3 separate regions of the Zea mays genome follow, and regions 2 and 3 are each linked to region 1. The links are chromatin contacts, called in public Hi-C and HiChIP or PLAC-seq maps. All regions are on one chromosome and are shown on one strand. Each heading gives the region's core, a stretch centred on a gene start, on an enhancer-like site or on the middle of the called end of the contact. The rest is flanking DNA. Distances are from core to core; before and after follow the strand shown. Region 1 holds the start of LOC103626047 (serine/threonine-protein kinase Nek2). Region 2 holds the start of LOC103628047 (histone-binding protein MSI1 homolog). Region 3 holds the start of LOC100284170 (charged multivesicular body protein 2a).

The links. A called contact is a pair of places that touch in the nucleus more often than the background predicts. HiChIP or PLAC-seq counts read pairs in DNA pulled down with a chosen protein or histone mark.
Region 2: an H3K4me3 HiChIP or PLAC-seq map of leaf shows a contact between it and region 1, with 8 times the contacts expected there. The contact joins the promoter of LOC103628047 here to the promoter of LOC103626047 in region 1. A contact is called at or near these places in 5 of 25 Hi-C or Micro-C datasets (bundle sheath, ear, endosperm and 2 more) and 1 of 3 datasets of contacts at active chromatin or transcription factors (leaf).
Region 3: a contact with region 1 is called in a Hi-C map of leaf, with 5 times the contacts expected there. The contact joins the promoter of LOC100284170 here to the promoter of LOC103626047 in region 1. A contact is called at or near these places in 5 of 25 Hi-C or Micro-C datasets (bundle sheath, ear, leaf and 1 more).

Annotation. Positions count from the first base shown.
Region 1 is chr5:18,520,739-18,524,113 of Zm-B73-REFERENCE-NAM-5.0, reverse strand. It overlaps LOC103626047 (serine/threonine-protein kinase Nek2), which reads right to left and starts at 1,647. Exons shown (of 15, transcript XM_008646429.3): 1 at 1,245-1,647; 2 at 257-390; 3 at 99-165. The coding sequence starts at 342.
Region 2 is chr5:18,089,477-18,092,851 of Zm-B73-REFERENCE-NAM-5.0, reverse strand. LOC103628047 (histone-binding protein MSI1 homolog) reads right to left here and starts at 1,486. Exons shown (of 7, transcript XM_020537908.2): 1 at 981-1,486; 2 at 1-66. The coding sequence starts at 1,343.
Region 3 is chr5:18,164,953-18,168,327 of Zm-B73-REFERENCE-NAM-5.0, reverse strand. LOC100284170 (charged multivesicular body protein 2a) reads right to left here and starts at 1,654. Exons shown (of 11, transcript NM_001157066.2): 1 at 1,440-1,654; 2 at 971-1,015; 3 at 405-439. The coding sequence starts at 1,473.

The sequences.
Region 1 (3,375 bases), core at 398-2,897:
GAGTTGGCATTGACAAAGGGATTCTTGTTAAACAAAAGACACTGTTTGCGAATCATGGCCAGGCACAAACTGATCCGTGCAAAGCAGCAGCTGCCTACCTCTTGGTGGGCGGACCGGCGAGTGCGGTCTGTCTGACGCGCAAGACGGATCTTTTTCAACACATACCTGCGCATGTTCAGACTCCCCCGTGATCATTCAAAGTGGAATAAGATGGCGACACAAACAAGTGCTAAAGTAGTGAGTGTGGTGGTCTCACTTCTTCCTCTCCAGCTTGTGCCTGACCAGCAGGGCAGAGCCAAATGCTCCTTTGCCGATCTGCTCCAGCACCTCGTACTGATCCATGCTGTCTTAAGCTCAGGAAGGTGTTCGTTTTTTTTTGCTCCCTTTGTCCTGAAAAGAAAATGCAGTGAGTCAGTACGATTTTAGCTTAGCAATGTTGTGATTTGGAGTAAACAAAATGAATGAAAAGTAAGAAACAGGAAAACAATTAACTTGAGGGCTCCAAGATTAATAATCGTTTGCCTGTAGGCTCGGTAATTCTGACTTAAAAAACTGCATTTAAGCATTGCACGGCTTCATTATTGCAGGGGTAGTACCCTACCATGTTATTTACACATAGTATGTACTGTAGTAATTTTTTTTAGAAAGCACAGCTTTAATGGTCCTAATGGCGACAAATTCTCAGTGCGGATACAGTGGTGTCGAAATTAGAGATAGACAAAAATATAGGATGAGCCGCCACGTGATGCCAATGAACTGTGTGACAAAACTAGCCGACGATGTTAGGTTTTTCGTTTTTTTTTGAAGCTAGGAAGAATAACGCAAAGCTTTGAAACCCAAACGACAAACTGAAGAACTCATGGAAATGCCGGATACTAGTAGATCCTGAAAAGACAGAGTTTCCCCAGGCAACTGGAAGCCAGGAAAAAAACACTAGTATCTTCTTTTCCAACAAAGAACTCAAATGTGAAATATCAACCTTTTGTTTGCCCTTTTTGTGGAGCACCCTAGGAACCTTTGTTCATACTCTTCTGTTTTAATAGTAATGTGCACTATCTTATGCAGTTCGTTCAATTTTTTTTTTGAAATATCAACCCCAAAAGGTCCAGTAGACTGAGAAATGTTGGACAGGACGAGCAATAACGTAAACCCAATGCGAGCCTCCAAAGAACACACCAAAATCAATACAGGAAATCTTGCAAGCAAGAGAGAACTGAAACCCAAAAATGACAGGCAAAACTCACCTAAAAAACCCCCAACTGGCAGTTGCCGGCTCCAAGAAGTGACCAGAGTAGCTCAAGTAGCTCAAGAAGGGAAGGGGAGGACGAAAAACCGTAGTGGTATTCACGCTTACTCACACAGATCTCGCCACATTTGATCAGAGAGAGAGAGAGAGAGAGAGAAAGCTTGCGGGGGGAGGGACTGAGTTCAAACTTCAAACCCGCTGGTTGCCCTGGAACCTCAACATTTTATATATTGATATAAAAAGGAGGAAAAAGGTGAAGGCAAGATGGAGGAGTATTCATTCAGAGAGAGAGAGCGCCATGGAAGCTGTAGACAGAAAAAGCGACAGGGAAGGAGAAGAGGATGCGGGCGGGCCGTGCCGAGATCAAATCGATGCTTTTGATTTTGGATTCTGGCGATGGGTTTGTGCTTGTCGCTTTGTGCTGCTACTGCTCCTGGAGTCCTGGTGGATGTATTCATGTTTAGGCGTACATCGTATACAGTACGGTATACGGAGGTTTAAAATCAGGAAGACACGTTGTGCCTTAACAGAAATTTTGTTTTAATAACACTGCGCATCTACATGGTTTTATAATGTTATTAGTGGCTGAATTATGTTACTTTTAGTTGTCTTTACCGTTCATTGAATAAAGTTTCATCAATTAAATAATACTCAACTAGTGTTTTTCTTGTTAGGAATCAGCCCAGAATGGAGAGTGAAATTCTGATTTGCTTTTTTGTGTGTGCGCGCGCGCGTGTTTCACAGAGGCGAAAGTGGCCTATTCATAGGGAAGAGGGCTGTGTAAAGATTTAGAATGTGAACTCTTGGACAGTTGGACTTTCTTCTTATTATGAATATAATTTGGTCACAATTCAATGTGTATGTAGTGTTTTTCTTGATTTTGATTCCACAACACTTCTTCTTGACTAAATTCATTTTATGTGTAAGAAAATTCAGTAAAAAACTCATCAAAAGAAAAGGAGTACAACATTTGCTTTCCAGATCAGGTCATTAAGATCAACTTGTAATCTTCAGGATCACGATCATAAGCTGACTTTGGGGTTTGCCTCTTCTTGAATCTTACGACTCTCTAAGTCATCTCTTGTCAATTTTATGGACAAATCTAAGTTAGAGACCGACAAAGATTTTATGAATACATCCGCTAGATTTTCACATGACTTAGCTTATAGGATATTTATCTCCACGCTCTTCTGGAGCTCATGGCGTACAAAATTGGGAGTGATGTGCTTTGCGATATTGCTTTTAATTAACATAGCTCATATACTTTTGTGTAACGCAAGACACATTATCTTCATAAATAATAGTAGGGGTATTGATGGCATTCATGTCACATGACTTATAGATGTGGTTAATCATCCGACGTAGCAGAACACATTCTTGTGTGGCTTCGTGCATAGAAATTATTTGAGTGGTTGGTTAACGTGGCAACCAAGGTCTGCTTCATATATTGATAGGAGATGGTTGCACCGCCACAAAGAAACACAAAACTACTCTATGGTCTAGTATTGTGGGAGGTTAGACATATAGCCAACATCAACATAACCCACCAAAGTTAAGCCCCTCGTTTTGGAAAATACAACCCAAGATCCACAGTGCCCTTTAAATGTTTGAGGATGGTTTTCACACCAACCCAATGCCCCTTGGTGGGGGCGACACTATACTAGGCCAACAAGTTTACAATAAATGCAGTATCTAGATATGTGCAATTTGTGAGGCACATTAATGCTCCAATGGGGTTGAGGTATAAAACTTCATGTCCAAAGTTTCATCATCCTCTTCCTTGGGTAGGAACACAGTCTTATTCGCATCCAATTAAACAATCATGGGGTTTTTTTAGAAGGTGGCGCTCGCTCTTATTAAACTTCTCAAGTACCATCTTCATGTAGGTGGACATTGTACAAACATTCCTTTAGGGAGGTGTTTGAGTTGCATGCCCAAACAAAACTTGGTTTTGCCCAAGACTCCTGTAACACCCTGAATTTGGGGGTATAAAATTTCTTTTCTCATATTCGCAAATTCAGGTGTTACTCCTCTATTCTCATCTCCCCAATCTCCTCTTTCTCTTTTCTATAGAAGAAGAGTGGTTATTTTTATTTGTAAATGTAATTATAATATAGTAGGTTAAACTC
Region 2 (3,375 bases), core at 237-2,736, 430 kb after region 1:
CGTGGGCTTGGCCGGCTCAGAACAATTAGTCCACCAATATTCAGCAGCTGAAATGCATCCTCCATACTGGAAGTTGCAATTATAGAAAAAATATATATCAATCATACCAGAGCATGCACAATGCAACAATAAAATGCAAAAAAGGAGAGGGTAAACTGAGCAAGTCTAAGGCTAAAAACTTCCTCTTGAACATGTAAGAAATAAAATCCTGGCTTCAGAAGAGGGAGCCAAAACCTAGGCTTCAGCATTCACGTAAAAACACAGTTATCCGGCAGATTAAAAGTTAATGTGAACAGAAAAAACTTCCTAAAGTTGATCTTTCCACGAGAAAAGTAGATGGGGATAGCTTGTCCCCGCTTCACTAGTTGTTCTCAAGAAAGAAGAGGAACAACATGATTCTTAACTGGAGATGCTACCACTGAACTGCCAAATTAAGGTGCTAAATCAAGTTATCAACTAAAGCCGCATCCAGTACTTTTGTAGGGCATAGTTCAGCACAATGGTAGTAACAAAGAAAAATAAATAATAAGCAACTAGTTTCAGTTTCACATGTAACAACAAAAGTTCATTTAACCATTAAACAGAAATGGTCCGCTCCACCTGTACAACAAACATTAATCAACAGCCCACGTGTTTATTTGCAAAGCAAACTATAGAAAGTTCATCCACGCATGACTCTACCCTCGAAAACAGCATGCCCAAATAAATGACCCGAGATTATAATTAAGGCAAAGTTTGAAACCGGCAATTGCAATGACTCCTAGATCCCACCAAGCAGAGCATGGTCGCAAGAAATAAATTACCTAATTGTGTGTTGTAGCAAACATCCTTAGTTGAAGCATAACGGAACAAATCGACACAAAAACATCCTGTTTTTGTTATACAAATTTGCAGGTGCCCGCCCCCACATAGGAGGCTAGGAGCGAACACGCGGATCCAGAGAGGAGAGTTTATGGGAAGGGCGGGGTCGGAAAGTCCACCTCGCCGGTGGCCGCGCCGAACAACCCGTTGTCGGAGTGCTCATCGTCGTAGTGGCGCACGTCGGCCTCGGTGTCTTCGTGGGGCAGCTGGACCTGCGCGAGCATGAGGTAGTTGGGCTCGTTATCGGAGGTGTGCGTGCCGAGGATCATCTTCTGGACCCAGTGGTCCTTCCCCGGCGGCTCGGTGCGTTCGGGAAGCCACTGCACGGTGAGGGAAGGCCATTCGAGCGCGTGTGTGATGACGAGGTCGTAGAGGAAGGGTGTGTTCTTCTTCCAGATCTTGTACTCCTCGTTGATGAGGCGCTCGTCCACCTCGGCGCGGAAGTCCTCCTCGTCCGCCACCCCGCTGCCGGCCTTCGGCATCGTCGGTATGGGTTAGGGTTTGGGGGGGGGGGGGGGGGGGGGGGTAGCCTGGTGAGCGGGGGCGAAATGGCGGGAGGAGGCGCAAGGATTTGATTGGCAGGTGGGATGGAGATTGAGCAAAGGGGGCGATGGTGGGGAATGGGAGCGAAAGCGAAGCGATGGGGGAAGGGGTTTATCGGTCGGCGTCAGGCCGAGTGGGCTACAGGCTAAAGAAGAAGCCTACTTGAGGCCCATGTCATGGCCTTTGTAAAACAAGAGCCCAACTTCTCCACCACCCGTGAGGAGCCCAGCACCCCTCTTTTCCTCTTCTCCAAAGTTGATGGACATCATGACAGTTTGGAAAAGAGAGCAATAAAGACGAGAGTGGGAGTAGCAGGGAGACAAGAAATAGGCGATCAAAGCTACTCTTAGTTTGATAGAGAAGGACGTTGAACATGCCTGTAATCACATCCATTCGAGAACTCCTTAGTGGCATGTACAACCTAGAGAGTCTTGATCGATTTTCTATGTACAAGAGATATCTAAAAACTGCATTATACAATGCAAGATATTTAAAACAGTCATATTATATATGCTGTCAAGATACATTATGTATATAAAGTCGTGTAGAGACTGTCACTTCGCGAAGAGCTCGTCTCTTATATTTTTATATTTAACCCCCTAGAGACCCCTTAAAATACGGGTAAAACGCTACGATGTAGAACCGTAGATATTCTCGCCAGACACAATGGAACTATCTAACTGACCAAGTCTGACGGTGTTCTGAATTTTACCCTACTACAAACGAAAGAGAACATGATCAGATGGATCTGTCTGCTAAGGTTTCAATCGAGAATGGTATGATGTGAATTAAGATAGGCATCCACGTACAGGGTGGATGCATAGGTGGTGGCAAAGTAGGCCATGCCCCCTTCCAATTTTCTATAATCTTTTATACATAATGTCTTAAATATAAAAAGTTAAGTTTTGGATGGGTTAAAACAATTCTCGTTGGGTCGGTCTAACCTTTCTGATCCATCCTTCCTCTCAGCCTAGCCCTCGCATGTATCCATCTCTCCTCATTCATCCCGACGTTACTCAATCTAGTTTATTTAGATGTCCCCTTATCGGTGCCCGCCTCAATCTCGCTCGCCGCGATAATGTGACCCGTTTCCAATGGCCGACGAGCTTGGATGAACCAACGAGTCCTGGCTCTCAACCGAAGACGTTGCATGACCCTACCCCTTTCGCAGTGCCCCTTCGAAGAGATGGACATTCGACAAGGTTCACACGACTTCGATTTCGTCAGTAAAAATTTAGCTATATGTTTCGTTATATTCTTCATATAGATTTTTTAAAAAACTTCTATCGTGTATTGATATAAAACTTAAATTTAACACAAAAGTAATTTTTATGGTATTATTTGATTTTTTCATGCGGTTTTTTTTTTTGTCTTAGAGCTCATTTAATTAATGGATTTTGGTGTTTGACGATCAACGTAATTATTTGGACTAATGTATTTGCCGAGGTGATCGAGGAGATCAACATTTCAATGAGATCCTAAAGGCACTAGCTAGAAACCTAATAGTTATTGGTGAAAAAAATAGAGGCCAAGAGTTCTCTAGAGAAATAAAATAACAAATTTGTACTCATTCAATTTATATTCTGCTTAAACACGGGAGCATTTCTCGTCCGTCGAGCTGTCCATGTCGACATTTGTTTGTGCTCCACATGATTGAAAATCGACGGACATGAGTCAGACTTCGGACACGGCCTGCGGACGACGTGAGAGTTCCGTACCAATATATGTGAGGGAAAAAAGACACCTCTTGCGTTGGGATGCGCATGAGATGGGGTTAAGAAGCAATGAATTCCAAGAATATTTTTTATTTGTAGTTATATTTCATTTCCACCTTTACAGACTTGTACTATCTATTACTTGCTACGTTTTATTCCCTAGAATTGTATCATTGTGTAAATATACAATTGTATTTTGTGAACAAGTACTATATTTTTTACCTTCAACCAATCAATACAAGTATATATGATTACT
Region 3 (3,375 bases), core at 405-2,904, 360 kb after region 1:
ATTAAAGGCAGCCCCATGTACCCTAGAAACAGATAAACAAATTTGCTAGAGTAGGGGAAGTTAAGAAATAAACCAATAAAAAACAGTTGCCCAAGACAGCAACACTACATGTATCACACTCCCTCTAGGCCAGAGATTTGTTTTGCACTCCACACCTCGGACCACATGAGAAAGCTAGCTAGGGGCCTCAGGATGGTTAGCTTCTGCTTCTAGATTGTGGCTAGAGCTTGGTAGACACAGTATTATGTCAGAACATAGATATCAGCAAGTCATTCCAAGAACACAGGATACTGTAGTAGTAAAAACTGCACCGTGAATAACAGACAATGGTACATTTAACACAACCACTTCATGCCTCCACTCAAATTTATACTAAAATGTTTCAAACAGCACATACTGCATACCTCCATTTGCAGGGAACCAATCTCTCTCTCAACTCCTAAAAGATGTAAAATAGAGAGTTGATGTCAGAAAATTAGCATTGCAAATTATGTAGCCTCATTTTGAACTGAAGGGCTGCTGTCATCTAAATCTGAACTTTATAACAAGAGAAACTATCAAATACCAATTGATTTACCAAATTTATGATATTTTGCTGATCTGATTCAATATAACAAAGATCCAGTAGCAAACATGGTAGCGATTGCTGGATTCATTAGCATCACTGAGAGCAAAATTAAATAAAGGCTAAAAGGTCTGCTACCTAAGCGTCATTCTTTAAATCGAAGAGCTACTGTAATTTGATATGCCAAACCTGTAACAATATAAGTTATGAGATATCCACCTATATTCCAGATTCATGAACATGTGCTAGTCTGGTTCAATATAACACACATGTCGACTAGCAAATGTGCCAGCGATTCCTGAATTCTTTTTCCACGATGCCTGGGTAGCAATGCGAACTAATAGTCTACTAACAGTAAATCATCAGCAGTGGCAAACAATTGGTCAGCAGTGCTCGGTTGCTCACCCCGCGTGGCGACCGCCATTTCACGTTTGCTGGTCCTGAGAGCCTCTGCAAGTGACAAACAAACAGCAACTCGTCAGCAGTGCGTTCAGCACACGAAGCTTGTGATCCGCATTTTGCCCCCCAACGAGTTCCCGGAGAATCCGCAACGCATAACGGAACGCTTGACTCCTCCACTCGACCGCTCCTCACACAGAAGCGCACAAGTTGCCCTAAAACCCTAACCCCAACCAGGCTGGCCTCCCTCCAGGTCTGGCGGAGGCAGAAATCCATCGAGAACCTCGCCTGCGGAGTTCGGGCGGCGGAGACGGCACTTCCACCCCGCGAATAATCGAAGCTAAGCAGCAGTGAGCACCGAATAAAACGGCGGCGATAACCCCCCAAATTTCTCGCGGATCCACGAACCTAAAGGGACACCAGACCAGTCACCACCCTCCCGCGACAAAGGAAATCAAAGAGTGAGTAGCCGCACCTTTGGGGTCGACCTTCTTCTTGAAGATGTTCATGGTTGCCGGATCGCTCGGGACGAACCGCACGCGAACGAGGAGTAGACCGTCCTCAATGTGCTCACTCCCCGCCGCAGATGGGAACGCAGGAGAGAGAGAGCGGGGTGCGGCGCGTGCTGTGTTCGTGCGTAGAGAGTGGGAGAGGACGGCGCCGCGCGAGCCGAGCCCAACGGGTATTTTCACTTGTCAGTCAGTTGCCGACCCAGCCCAGCTTTTAGGTCACTCCAGGCTTCGCTAGCCGTTGCGGACGGAAAAACAACGCGCGACGCTACACGGCGGCACCTGGCCCCCTTCAAGCTTCAGACATGGAGCATGGGATCCACGTAAGCGTGGGACCCAAATCTCAGTGGAGGAATTCCAAGGGGTGTGCGGGAAGAGAGACCCGCGCGCCAGCGCATTGGGATTGGATCCGTGCCTAGGAGAGATGGCAATGGTTCCCGTCCTCGATTCCCGCGAGGAATTTCTGAGTTAGTTAGATAATGATTATAGAGAAGTTTCTTTCTCTACAAAGATGTAAACAGATGTAAACGGAAAATGATGGGTAAACAGGAATGGAAAACAATCTCTCTCTTGATTTCTAGCGGAGACCCGTTAGACTTTCATATGATGTTGTTTTCGTGTAATAATTAATGATAAAAATAAATAATTATCTTATAAAGAGATCACTCATTGTTACAAATATATTTATTTTGATGTACATATAATAATTTTTACACATGACAATATGTATCAGAGATAATGTTTTATATTAATAACAAAGGACATATATTCTAACTAGGTGGGTGCACGTGCGTTGTAACAGAAACATATAATATCACGATAACTTATATACAAAATATGTGTTATATTGTTATAAGAAAATGTTTCATAATCCATTTATGATCCTAACTATACATAAATTTTATTATTTTAGTTTAGTTGTTTCACCACTGCATTGCAACCATCAGTATTGTAGACAGCCTTGCGGAGCTGCTCAAGGACGAGGAGCGGCGGAGGACCAGCCCGTTCCCTGAAGTCGTGGATCAAGCAGGTTGCTACACCGCGGCTGTCGGCGGCGGCCACCGCATCGTCGCTCACCACGACGGCGCGGACAGAGCGTCGTGGAGGCCGTCGCCGGCGTCGTGGGATTCTCGCGGGGTAGTCGAGTCAATCTAGAGGCTCATATGATGAGTATTTATTGGTGTGTACATGAAATCCACTGAGTTTGGAAATGAATTTTGTCACGACAATTCACTGCGCGCGACAGTTCTAGCACGATCACTCGAATGCTCTCTTTTTTACACCAACGATCACTTGAACGATCTCTTTTTTTTTACATCAAATATGCTGCTCATCAAACGTCTATAACTCGCAATTTGGTGATTAGCCAGGAAGCAATACTGGGCGTTCGGTTCTTCGGTTCGGTTCGATTCCTCGATTCTTATAGAAATTTGGTTCTTCGAAAACTAGAACCGAAATAGCAAGATAAAGAAACCAGAACCGACTAGTTCGGTTCTCGGTTCTTCAGTTTGGTTCCTCGGTTCTAACCGAACTGTAACAGGCACTCTAAAATTCTAAATAACGACAACTTTTGTTAGAAATTTCAGCAACATCTCCACACAAACAACCACAAGTGCACAATGACCATAATTTTATTGATAATATATGGATGATTAGAGGTTCAACATAAGTTGATAAAACAACATCCGAAGCTACAAACACATGTAACAAATTGAATCTAATACTTTTGGTTTTTTCGGTTCTTTCGGTTCTTTGGAGTGCAGAACCGAAAATATCTCATTTATTTCGATTCTAAAAAAAATCAGAACCGAATTTCATAACGGTTCCTTCGGTTCGGTTAGTTCGGTTTCGGTTCTTGGTTATTTCGGTTCGGTTCCTCGGTTCCAGTTCTTTTTGCCCAGG